Linked DNA regions of Drosophila melanogaster: region 1 is linked to region 2. The links are chromatin contacts, called in public targeted proximity ligation maps. All regions are on one chromosome and are shown on one strand. The core of a region is the stretch at or near the end of the contact, and the rest is flanking DNA. Distances in the headings are between cores, read along the strand shown. Region 1 holds the start of Sfxn2 (Sideroflexin 2). Region 2 holds the start of CG6836.

Region 1 (5,955 bases), core at 1,476-3,975, 110 kb before region 2:
AAATACATTTTTTTGGATGTGGATGTCACTAGATATGATAACTTATCATACAATTTAACAAATTAGAAAAACCTAGCAGGTCCGAGATTTACATTTTAAAACAGCTGAGATTCCTTTTAGCTTAGCAACTACGACAATTGACACATGACACACGGAACAACTGCAACTGCAAAGTTGCGCAATCTAAAACAGTAAATGCTACATAAAACATGAGACGAGAACGGATACCACTAACACACAATTGTCTTCCCTCAATTCCAGGATTATTGTCGAGCCGATCTTACAGACCCTTGTTGAAGTAGACACGCTTGGGCACTTTGCCCTGAGTTTTCTTCTCGAGGTCCTCGTAAAGTTCGGGCTCGAAGGTGCGCATAATCGAAGTGTCCAAGGAACACTGCTGTGGGAACAGGGCGCAGGCAGTGGGCACCATGAAGCAAAGGCTAAACATCAAAGAATAAAAAGATCAGTTAAAGGAACAAGTGGTCGTAGATGATAAAGTTACTTACAAGCACCCAACCAAAAGGGTCTGGAATGGAGCATTAATCCACTTGATGCGCCTGTAGGCAGGCAGTTTCTCCAGCCTCTCCATTATCAATGGCAGCACCAGCATTCCGGGCGCCGCCATCGCAATCCTGGACACAACCACCTCACCGATTCCTTTGATGGCTGCCAATCTACTCTGGCCCACAACCACTCCATCGTCGTTCTTCACCTCTATGCCATTGATTATCTCATTTTGTCGCATCAGCGGAATGTTCACGAAGTTGGCTGCCGCCACAGCTGCGAAGGGCACAAATCTTTGGAACAGCGGAGTCGCTTTCTTTGACCAATAGTTCTTGCATCCAATAGCAGCTACCAGAGCCGATGTCGTGGCGGATACATAGGCCACGCCCAGCTGCGTAACGCTAGTTGGCGAGTTGGCATTGCGATTCGTGTAGTTAACAACCGCATTGAAGGACTGGTTGATGAACTGCCAGAGCACCACGGCGGGCACGGTGCGATAGAAGGCCAGCATGCCACCGGTGATCAACATGCCTCCGGGTACCTGAAGATAGACCAAATACACAAAGCAATTAGTAAAGCTTAAATATGTAAGCATCGATTTAGATAAGCCCTTAAGGGAACAGGTTCTTTGATGCTAAAACCAACAAAATGCTCGAAGATTTGGCATTCCGAGCAATTGGTCTTGATATCGTCGTGCCTTCCTTGTGTTTTTGGCAACCCATTCACAAGGCGTCCACGCCAGACGCTTCTATTTTCAGCGACCACGTGCCGAACCCATCTCGAGACTTGCCTGAAAACTCATGCGGCCGCAAAAGTTCTGCAGCTCGCCGGTATCCGGATGAAAGGCTGAGTTGTACAGCTTCATGTTGTAGTGCACCTCCTCCGGCTTCAGCGGCGGGGATTGGTCACCTTTCCGGTAGCGTTCAACCATTGCTTTGGCTTCCAGCAGGCGATCGCTGGATACGACTACGGTGCGGGGGTCCGTCATCCAGGCGAAGTACTGGAAGCGCCCAGCGAAGGTGCTGAGATCGAAGAGTGGCTTGTCCACATCGATGAGGGCTAGGGTTAGGGATTGGTTGGGTCAGTGGGCATAGAATGATCGTATCTCTGGGCTCTCTCAAATATCAAATTTATTAAGTACATTATTTTAGATACTGCTACTATTTGAAGATTGTTTAAAATTTGATGAAAGTACATTTATTTTGGCTGCCACGTTATATATTAAAGTGTATTAATTGAAATATTACATACAAGCTCTAGCTGACTTTTAATTTTTAAAATATGTAGTTTACAGAATTTTGAGAATCAAAATGGAAATAATAAAAAATTATGGCTATAGATTTATTAATTCTTAAAACTTTTTTAACAAATGAATAGATTCATTTATACAATAAATTGATATTAGAAAGTGTTGAGTAAATGTCATAATCAGTCTTATGTTTTTGAAAAGCTTTCGAAAAAAAAACACAACAAAACTGATTAGATAATGAAGATGCTGTGAAATGAATATCCTTTTATGTTATTTATTTTCACAAAATATGCATAAGAAATGATTCATCAAAAACTTATTTGCTTTGATTCCTCTATGTGTATGTATTCACTTGAATGCTCAATATATTCGATATTCGTGGGAGCCCATATAAAGTGGTGGTTTTGATTTGATTCTTACTTGATACCTGCGACATTTTGGCTGCTGATCCAATTGCCTAACTGCTTGTAATTTGTAATTGCGAGCGGCTTACGTAAGCAGTAACTTTCAGCTGTTGCCGGTTTATGGCGGCTTGCTTTTGTTATTGTTGTTGTTTTGGCCGCTTGCGCTTTTGGGCAGATTCTCACCTTATGTGTTTGCTTAGGGCCGATTTAACAGCAAATGATTCGTTTTAGCCACGCACCTGATCCGCCAGCTGTTCAATTCACTTTTCTGCCTCGTAATGCGGTTCAAATGTTCACTTTTTATGTCGCTCTCCGTTTTTTTTGGCACTCTTCCAATTGGAAAAAAAGTTGTTTTGTTTGCCGCTCTCTGTTTGTCTTTTTTCGCTCTGAGTTTGTGCATCCACAAGTACTTGCTGTGCTCGCCGCAACCTCTCAATTTAGCACTTCTTTTGTTGTGCAATTTGCCGAATGATTCGCAAACTCAGTCGCGTATAAATGCAATTTTCAAATTGTTTACTGCGATGGTAAGGAAGAAGAAGCAATGTGGCGGGGTGGGGGTGGCTTTGCACAATAGTGGGACCGTGCGTAGATCAGGCGGGAAAAGCCACAGGCAAGCAGTGGAAGGTGCCATGGCTTCAAGCAAGCAGTTCATGTTCGCATAAAAATATGCAGTAATCTCTAGAAATTCAATAATGTAATGTAATGTATAATTCAGTAACTTTATTATTAATCATGTTAAAAGTAAGGTATTCAGAGCACGAGTGTTTTTTCCATGGCACAAGTTTTGTATACTCGCCAACTGCTTGCTATTAAGACACGCTTTAAATTTCAGATGTTAACGCGGCATCGCTAATGCTTCTTTCAGCTGCAAAATAGCTAGATTTGCCGGTCTGAACAGCTAGCCGGACATCTCTGAATGCCATTCGCAGGAGACGACGACAAAGCCGCAGTTGTTGCTGCTGTTCTTTTCACTTTCGTTGCGTTTTGCACTGCATTTTATTTGGCAATTTGTGTGCATTTTTCAACAGCTGTGATATTTTGCCATCGCATCGTGGCGGCAAGATGATGAAAATCGGCGAAAAAAGCGGGAGCAGAAGCAGCAGATAATAATAGAAGCCACGTACTTGTGCGTGTGTGTGCGTTGTGTATGGGCTGAGCGCCAGTGTTTGTGTGTGTTTTTGCAAAAAAAAAAAAAACCGGAAAAGCAGAAACACAGACACGAATGCGGATGCGGATGTAGAAGCGGATGCAAAGGCCACTGCGGATATAATCCACAAACACAAAATGCAAATCCTGCAAGTGTTTCTGGGCACGCTGCTCTGCGGCATCGTCCTGGGCGCCAATGTACTGACAGTTTTTCCCAGTGTCTGGAAATCCCACTATCTCTTTGGCCGGAGATTGCTTCAGGAGCTGGTGGAGAGTTCGGGCAACCACTCCGTAACTCTGATCAGTCCACATGCCGCGCAGGAAGGTGTGGATGCGGAAATACCCAAAATCAGGGAGCTGCGCATCGAAGGGCTGCGGGAAAACTGGCTCGACATGGGCATGAGTTTTGAGGCCGAGGAAATGCGGGCCCAGAGTGTGATGGAAAGGTTCACCCGGCTGATCTACGCTGGCACCACCAATGTGGACATTTTGCTGTCGGATCCCCAGGTCCGGAAGCTCCTGACCAGCGGCGAAAAGTTCGACTTACTCATAGTGGACCTGTTCTTAAGCGATGCTCTGCTAGGGTGAGTCCGAAAGCCAAAAACGGGTTTCCTTGGTATATATTTCAAATGGAAATCTGTTCTCTTTTAGCTTGGCCTTCTACTATGGCATACCCACCGTTGCAGTCAGTCCCACTGGCGCGAATTCCTGGCTGAATAACATGTTTGGCAATCCGCAATCGTCCTCACTGGATCCCAGCAATTTCCTGCCCTTCACGGAGAGAATGAACACGAGGCAGAGGATTCTAAACTCGCTTATGAGCACCTTTGAGCGCTTGACCTACAAGTACGATCTTACTGCAGTATAACTTGTATAATTGTGTAGCATTTCGAGACAAGTTAATCATCAGCAATTTATATTATCAATAGGAAAATAATCTTTCTTTACATTCAGTTTAACAGGATCCGTTTTTTTGTATTTTGCAGCTTTTTCCACTTGATCTCCCAGCAATCCGTGTACACAAATCACTTCGAACTGCTCGTTAAGGAGCTGCCGCTTTATAGAGATCTGACAAAGAATCTCAGTTTGGCCTTGATTAACTCGCATCCAGGCCTACATTATCCCCGTGCATATTTGCCCAACATGGTGGAAGTGGGCGGCCTGCACTTAAGCCACTTAAATGATGACAATTTGCCAAAAGTATGTCTAAATGCATTCATTCATAAATTCAAATCACTTACTTTAATTGTTTTTAGCATCTTCTGTCGTTCATGGAATCGGCTCCCAGTGGGGTTATCTATTTTAGCCTGGGCGCCGATGTGGAAACAGCTCAACTGCCTCAGGAAAAGTTGGCCATTATTCTGGATGTGTTTGGCCACCTCAAGGAGTTTCACTTCTTGCTGAAGTGGGAAAAGGAGGAGTTTACGGCGGAACAGGTGCTGCCAGAGAACGTTATGATTGCTGACTGGTGGCCACAACAGGCCATCCTTCACCATCCGCAGGTCAAGATGTTTATTAGCAGCTGCGGTCAGTTGAGCGTTTGGGAATCGATTAGTGGACAAAAGCCAGTACTTGCCATACCCATTCTAGCCGAACAAGAGGTGATGGCTAAGCGCTTGCAGCGACATGGAGTCTCCGTGACCGTTGGCTACGACTCGTTAGCTTACGATTCGCTGCTCCACGGCATAAGACAGCTCACCCTGAATACCAGCTATGTGGAGAAGTTGGGTCAACTCAAAGAACGACTGATTAGCCGCGATTCCACGCCAGTTGGAAAAGCTGTGCGAAAGATACAGCTTATATTGGAGTCTGGAGGAGCTGACTTTCTTAAGTCGCACGCCAATACCTTAAACTTTTGGAGAGCTGAAGGTGTGGATGTTCTGCTTATAATAGCAGTGGGCTTTTTTGGAATTTTAACCATTCCTTTCCTGGCCATTTGCTTTATACTAAGAAAATCCTACCACAGCCAAGCCGCGCAGGATCAGCCACCATACAGAACCAACCTGAAAGTGGTTGGCAGAGTGCACAGCTATGGTGACCAGGGGAGTAGTAGATCTCCCAAGGGAACAGAGTCGCTCAGAAGAACGCGATCCGCTCAATCTTTATCGGCGCGGTCCAGCTCTTCGAGCATGAGCTCCAATTCACCGACGAGTCCATCGACAGCGTCCACTACGCCACTGGACCTAACTCCCCCACCTCCGATTCAGCTGCTCGGGCAGGTGCCGCCCTTGCAGTTGTACGTGAATCAGCAGCGGATATACTCAAGCGATCGAAAGACATCACAGGAGGAAGCAGAACGCAGGTTCTCATAATGATATATCTCCACACGAAATATATTACTAAACTTACGGTGGATCACATAGAAAGGATGCTCGTCTCGGTTTCACATCCTCATGTTAGGACTAGCAAAACTGTAAGATCGTCTAACAAGCCAGCCGGAGGATGGGAAAGCAGAGCTTAGAGCGGGAAAATAATCATTGGTCAATCTATTACTAGTTTCAACTAGATCTCTTAAAGATCCATTAAAGTTGCACAGTTGCCAACTATAATGCCCTCGATTGTCCACCGAGTACATTCCGCATCTATAATCCGTGTCACAAAATCGATCCACCATGCCTATATAAACCTATACATAAAAATATCGTCTAGTGT
Region 2 (5,871 bases), core at 1,250-3,749:
TTTCAATTATAGCCTCATTAAATGAATTTGGCTATCATCATCCCAAAATATTTTTCCGTCTTTATATCTTAGAAAAAAATTCATTTAATTTTGCATGAAGCATTCTCTGCAAATAAATTTAAACTTCTCTGAATATATACAGATTATTAGGTCACCTTAATAAGAAAATGACTACAATACCGAAATATAGTACAACTCCCCCAACTTTTTTTTGCACTTATTAGCTTCAAGTGTTTTAACGTCCATGCAACTATAAACAAAACAATTAAAAATTTCAAAACAACTGGCCATTCAGTCGGCACATAAAAGAGCATTTAAACATCGGCAAGTCTGAGGAGACGAGCACGTGACCGAAGCCTGAGGCGATTCCATGGAGTCCAGTCAGTTTTTTGAAGCCCAAAGAAGACCCGACTCCCCTCAACCAAATCCAAATCCATGTGAGGAACTGGTTTTCGAAAGCAGACAGTAGGCAGGTAACAGACCGGCCATACTAAAGCAAATTATACGAGTTGCCTCATTGCACAGCCCATTATGTAATCTCTGTGTTATTGTCCATTTACAAACTGGTTTCATATTTTTGCACAGTAATAGCCGCATACTACGTGTTGAAAGTACCCGTAAACACACTGAAACATGATTCAACATCTCGTAGCACCAGCAACGGCCTTCAGATCTGCTCCAAAAACGTGTCAAAGTCCCCGCCATCTGACCCCAATTTATATCCGATTCAACGTAATCCGGAGATGGGGAAATGGAGAAGAATCACGGCTTATCGCCAGTGATCACAATCCGGAATCAGACGATCCAATTTCATCAGCTGGCGAAAAGAGAGCAAATCCATAATCAATTTACAAGCCAGCCATAAATCATTTACCAAAAAATTAGCATTCGCCGAATCTTTTTGAATTTAGCACATTCTAAGGTGCGTAAAACAAATCGCGCAAATAAGCGTCATATATATAATTTGTATTCGTGTATAAGCACATAGTAGGTGTATATATGCACTTTTGGGTGGTTTTTTTTTAACAGATCGCAAATGGGCTTGGCACGCCATTAACAACAAATTAAATTTTGCAAATACAAAAAATATTTCAGCTCTATTTTGAAAACGTGCTAACGTAACAAACGTCATAAAATATCATGTTACTCTTGTGAAATTGGCTACAAATTTGGGTAAAGAGAAAAAATTGTCAGTGTCAGTTGTGCAAATAGAAATTTTTTCGTTACATTTAAGAATAAATAAATTTCATTAAGAAAATATTTATTTATGTTTCAATTTTTGGGTATAAAAACAGTGTTACACAAAATGTTCGAAATGAATTGTAAACATTGGCCAAAAACAAGCCAGGCTTTGCATTTCGATGTTGCAACACTTTTTTTTTTGTGGGACCATTGTTAAATGAGGCATTTTGTATTTCTTTTTCATTCACATTTATGCCCACAGCTTTTTTGCTGACTGTCATCTATTGGCCGGCCCTGACTCTTGGCCAAGATGTTTCCGAGCTTTTGCGGCTAACAAAATTCGAATTTCTTGGCGAGACAAAGTGCTGTCAGAGTGTATGGGAAACTACACGACCTTACGCAATGCAAACAAATTGAGCAGAGCGGAAAACGTTTGAAAAACCAAAATAAAACCGAAAATCGAATGCAAATGCGAGTGCATTTTTGTGGGACAAAATCAAAATCAGAACGCAGACCTCAAAATGTAATTTGCTTTCTGGTCGACATAGCAAATGATTTCCTCCTGAAATTCGCAAGAGGAATTTGCACAAAGTGAGTTGAAGATGCAAGGAATTCACCTATCTACGCTTACTCAAGATATCAGCTGTTCATTAGGGAATGTGTCAAGTGAAGACATTCAGGAATGACAGCTATCTAGATAAAAACGTAATTAATTGACTTGTCTGATAAGATGCTTCAGCTCCCAATTGTCACATATTTTCGACATGAATGAAGCTAAAGCAAAAACATTTTGTAAATTCGCAGAATCGTTTGCGGAAGTACACAGCTTCTGTTTAAGTTATTATCTCAACGGAGAAGACAAATATTTGTTATTCGTTTGAATTGGTTTGTAGGAGATGCAGCAGATATCAGCTTTTCTTGGCTGCAACCTTGACCATCACCACAGCACTTTACGTTTGCCCTTGGCATTGCACTTTAATGAATTGTTTAAAGAATTTCAATTACACTCGGATGCAATTCGAGTTGTCTTTAATTCATATTGATTGCTCGCCGTCAACGAATGAAGAGTAATTATTCTTTACATGTTCACACGAATGTATCGTAATGAATATTAGCGTTGGATCACGAGTTGAGCTACGAATCAATAAACGACAAAAATACTTTGCACTGCAATTGGTTGAATGAATTTTGTTTAATTTTGCACTTTTCTCTATTTTTATTTGCTGCTTACACTTCACACTCCCTGTTTTCTCAGCTTTTCAAGCAATTTTTTAGCCGCGTGTGTCTTATTCGCTCGCACGCTGTTCACCAACTGAAATGAAACTGAAAATATTGTAGTGCCCATGCTGATCACGAACGCGAATGCGCCCATCACAGACCACTGACTATAATGCTGGCCAAGTGGCTATAAGCCGCTGTGTGTGTGCGTTTGGGCCAAAACAGAGAATAGCGGTAGCAATAGCCACAATACCTGCACACACCTGCTGACGCGATGTGCTAATCGACATTTGTCGATTGCAAACGCCGCTGCTGCTGGGAAAAGTTTTCTTAACACTCGCTCGCTGCGGAAGTTGGCTATTTGCCGATCAAAAAGCGTTTACTTTGGACAGCCGAAGTGAAGCTCGAAAAGAGGCTGGTCCTGCTAACACGTCGGTAAGCCATTGCGAAATGAAAAGATATCTTGATGATCGAGAGTGAAAATTTGATCACGCAATTGGGTAAACTAAAAACATACATTAAGGTTAAAGTACCAGGTAAGAAATGGGTGGATCATCAATATTACAAAACACTACAATTTTGTTTGGATACGTCATAAAAGTTTATATAAATTGGTAATGTTATAATCCCCAAAGCATATATTTTTCTATATATATACAATATACACCGCTAATATATATATTCCAAATACTCAACATAAATTGCGCAGTGATCTTCGCAATGGTATAAATTATGGTATCAGCTCTGAATATATTTTTCTTTTTATTTAATTAACTTTTTTTATGCCCTGAAGACCACTGTGCAATTGAGAAAATTGCACTCCTATCTTCCGGTGCGGCCAACCCAATTTTTATCGCCATCGCTGGGCACTCAAGTTGAAAGATAATTTGTATAGGAAAGTGCCATCAGCTTTATGAGAAGTCCAGAACTTATGGATTTCACGCCAAAAGCCAATTAACATGTCCAACCAGGTGATAATTACTTATTCCAGTGTTCGATATTGACCTCAGGGAATTGAAGTCGCGGAATATAAATACCGCGATATACAATGTATATAATGGCGGCGCTTCAATCAGCTATTAATTTGCACGCCCCCGAGCGAAAAATGCAGGGTGCGATTATATTAATCGAAGCCGGCGGGGAAACATAATTTCCCCAAACAATTTGATATTCAAATTAAACTCATTAGAAATGCCATCGAGTCGAGTGGACTTCGAGTCCAAAACTCAGCCCGCGGCGGGGTTAGGCACGTATCAAAAAACGTAAATCTAAGGCACATCCGCTTACTAATTTAATGAGCGGCCCAATTAACCTTTTTTACTGTCTCTCTGCGCTCGCACACTTAACGTAACCAATCTGAAATTAAATGCTAATTATTCAACCCAAAAATTATGCAATTAATTATGCCGCAACTGCAAAATGCCAAGTTTGTTCGTTTTTATAGCAGACTCTGCGGCGGTGGCTCATAAAAAGATATTATGATGGCAGACCGCTGCAATTCAACTTATAATTTGCAAATAAATCTAATTTTGTAAAGAGGGTCAGAAGTGATAAGGCCAATTAGGGCAGGAGATCGAAAGGGAAATGTGGAGAATGGTCAGTTTGAAAAAAGACGGGAAAACAGGGGGCATTTGGTAGAGGCAAAGTTTTTGCAAACTGGTTTAATGTAAACGCTTGAAAGTTGTGTCCGTAAACAAAGAAAAATTAATTTTGTGTTCACGTCGGCCAGTATTAAATGCCTGCAAAAAAAATTCAGAAGGTAAAAAGACTGGATATACATTTTTAATGAAAAATGAAGGGCTCTATTTAACAAAATGCACTTTCAAGTTTATACTCATAGTTTACAGATTTCAGAAAATATCCACTTTTTTTCTATATATATATTTACTTTACATAATTATTTAATTAATATTTAATAATATAATTCTTATAATATCGAAAATAAAAATATTTTGAATTTCCACCTTTATATAAGCATAAACATTGCATTTACTTAATGCAAGTTAAGTTAGTTCATTATACGATGTAGATAGAAATATTAAACCTATTCATATATTCGATGTTGAAAAGATACTACCTTTAAGAAATTTTTCGTTAAACAAAAAAAGCTTAAGTTATCTATAGTTAAATTTGACTTTTAGTACATGCGAGAAATCGAAATTCAGATTATAAAAAATCTATGCATTTTTATGGTCTATCTTTCCAAGAAAACGATGCATATGTAAAACAGATCTCACCGCTGTCTCATGAATTTCCAAGAACACCCCATGGTAACCCGCACCGAACTCCTTATTTGCTGTCAGCGATGATTTCTTGCTACCATTTCTTACCTGCAACCTTCAGCAAGGGAGCGCCTTTTGGCTCCCAGCCTCCTTCACGTCCGAATGTCCTTTTGAAGAAGTGGGGCCAGCGGAAAGGCAAACTGTGCTCGCGCTTTAAAGAAAAGATAAAATTCGGGGGCCCGAGGCGACGCCTTTGAAGAAGACGTCGCCAATTCAGCGCCTCGGCAACTTTTTCTTGTCGGTTTTCATTTTCTCGCCACTGTTTATTTGCCGCCTTTGGGATTTTCTTATATTTTCTTATTTTGCTCATTTTTTCGCGCTGCTTTTTCGCAAATAAGCAACAATGCAGCCGCCATTTGAATAACACAAAAAGACTTTGATGGCGAGATGAGGAGCGATGCTTGGGGCTGACTTGGCGTTAATTTCTCGGGTCTTTATGCTCCCTGATTCATTCAACTGTCGCTGTTGTTTCAATTTCAGTCCGCACCTTCGCTCCCCCGCTTTTCGCCAGTGTTGTTTGCTGTTTAACGAAGCAAATCAACAAATTGTAATGATGCCAAAGTCCTTTTCTGCGTTGCTTGCACTTTTGCTGCCGCCCTTCCACAAATTCTGTTTTGTTTTATTCTTCGTCTCAAATGGCAGACCCGAAACCCATTCAGATCAAGAATTTACACCCAAGTTGAATATGTCGAATTGGGGATACCCAGTGATTGGAAATCATTTGAATACGCTGGTAGTTAGTAGCACTGCATCCAACAGATACAAACTTGCTTGCAACTTGTTGTAAATAATTAATGAAGATTATTAATATACTAAGTAACAATCCAACGGATGCCTGATTACCACATTAGTGAGAGACCCATAAAGATTACAGATTGAGGGGTATCCCACAACCCGTGGCCCGAAACCCGCATCGGCAGCCCTTTTTTGCATGGTGCGCTCCACTTGGGGCGCAGTGTGGCGTAAAATGAATTGAGACATTCGGGCTCGCATAGAAAAACCCGGATCCTCCGGCCGAAAACCGCAGAGGTTCGGAGGTCCTTCAACAACAACTTCTGTGCTCTGCAGCGCCCTGAATGCAAAAGTGGCAAAAGTGGCAAAAGTTTTGCACCACTCGGCCGATGAACCACTTGAGCCCCCCACTTTGTTGTGCATTCAGGTGTGAAGTTTTTGGTCGGCGCACAAAAGT

Evidence for each region.
Region 1: a targeted proximity ligation map of the Kc167 cell line shows a contact between it and region 2, with 3 times the contacts expected there. A contact is called at or near these places in 5 of 107 Hi-C or Micro-C datasets (all in the Kc167 cell line) and 2 of 7 datasets of targeted methods (both in the Kc167 cell line).

What each region holds. Positions count from the first base shown.
Region 1 is chr3L:19,059,935-19,065,889 of dm6, reverse strand. It overlaps Sfxn2 (Sideroflexin 2), which reads right to left and starts at 2,725. Exons shown (of 4, transcript NM_140829.3): 1 at 2,174-2,725; 2 at 1,295-1,563; 3 at 507-1,045; 4 at 1-440. The coding sequence starts at 2,189. The coding sequence ends at 281. It overlaps Ugt316A1 (UDP-glycosyltransferase family 316 member A1), which reads left to right and starts at 3,074. Exons shown (of 4, transcript NM_001300182.1): 1 at 3,074-3,887; 2 at 3,955-4,149; 3 at 4,290-4,503; 4 at 4,560-5,955. The coding sequence starts at 3,442. The coding sequence ends at 5,615.
Region 2 is chr3L:18,947,257-18,953,127 of dm6, reverse strand. It overlaps CG6836, which reads right to left and starts at 2,499. Exons shown (of 6, transcript NM_140822.3): 1 at 2,414-2,499.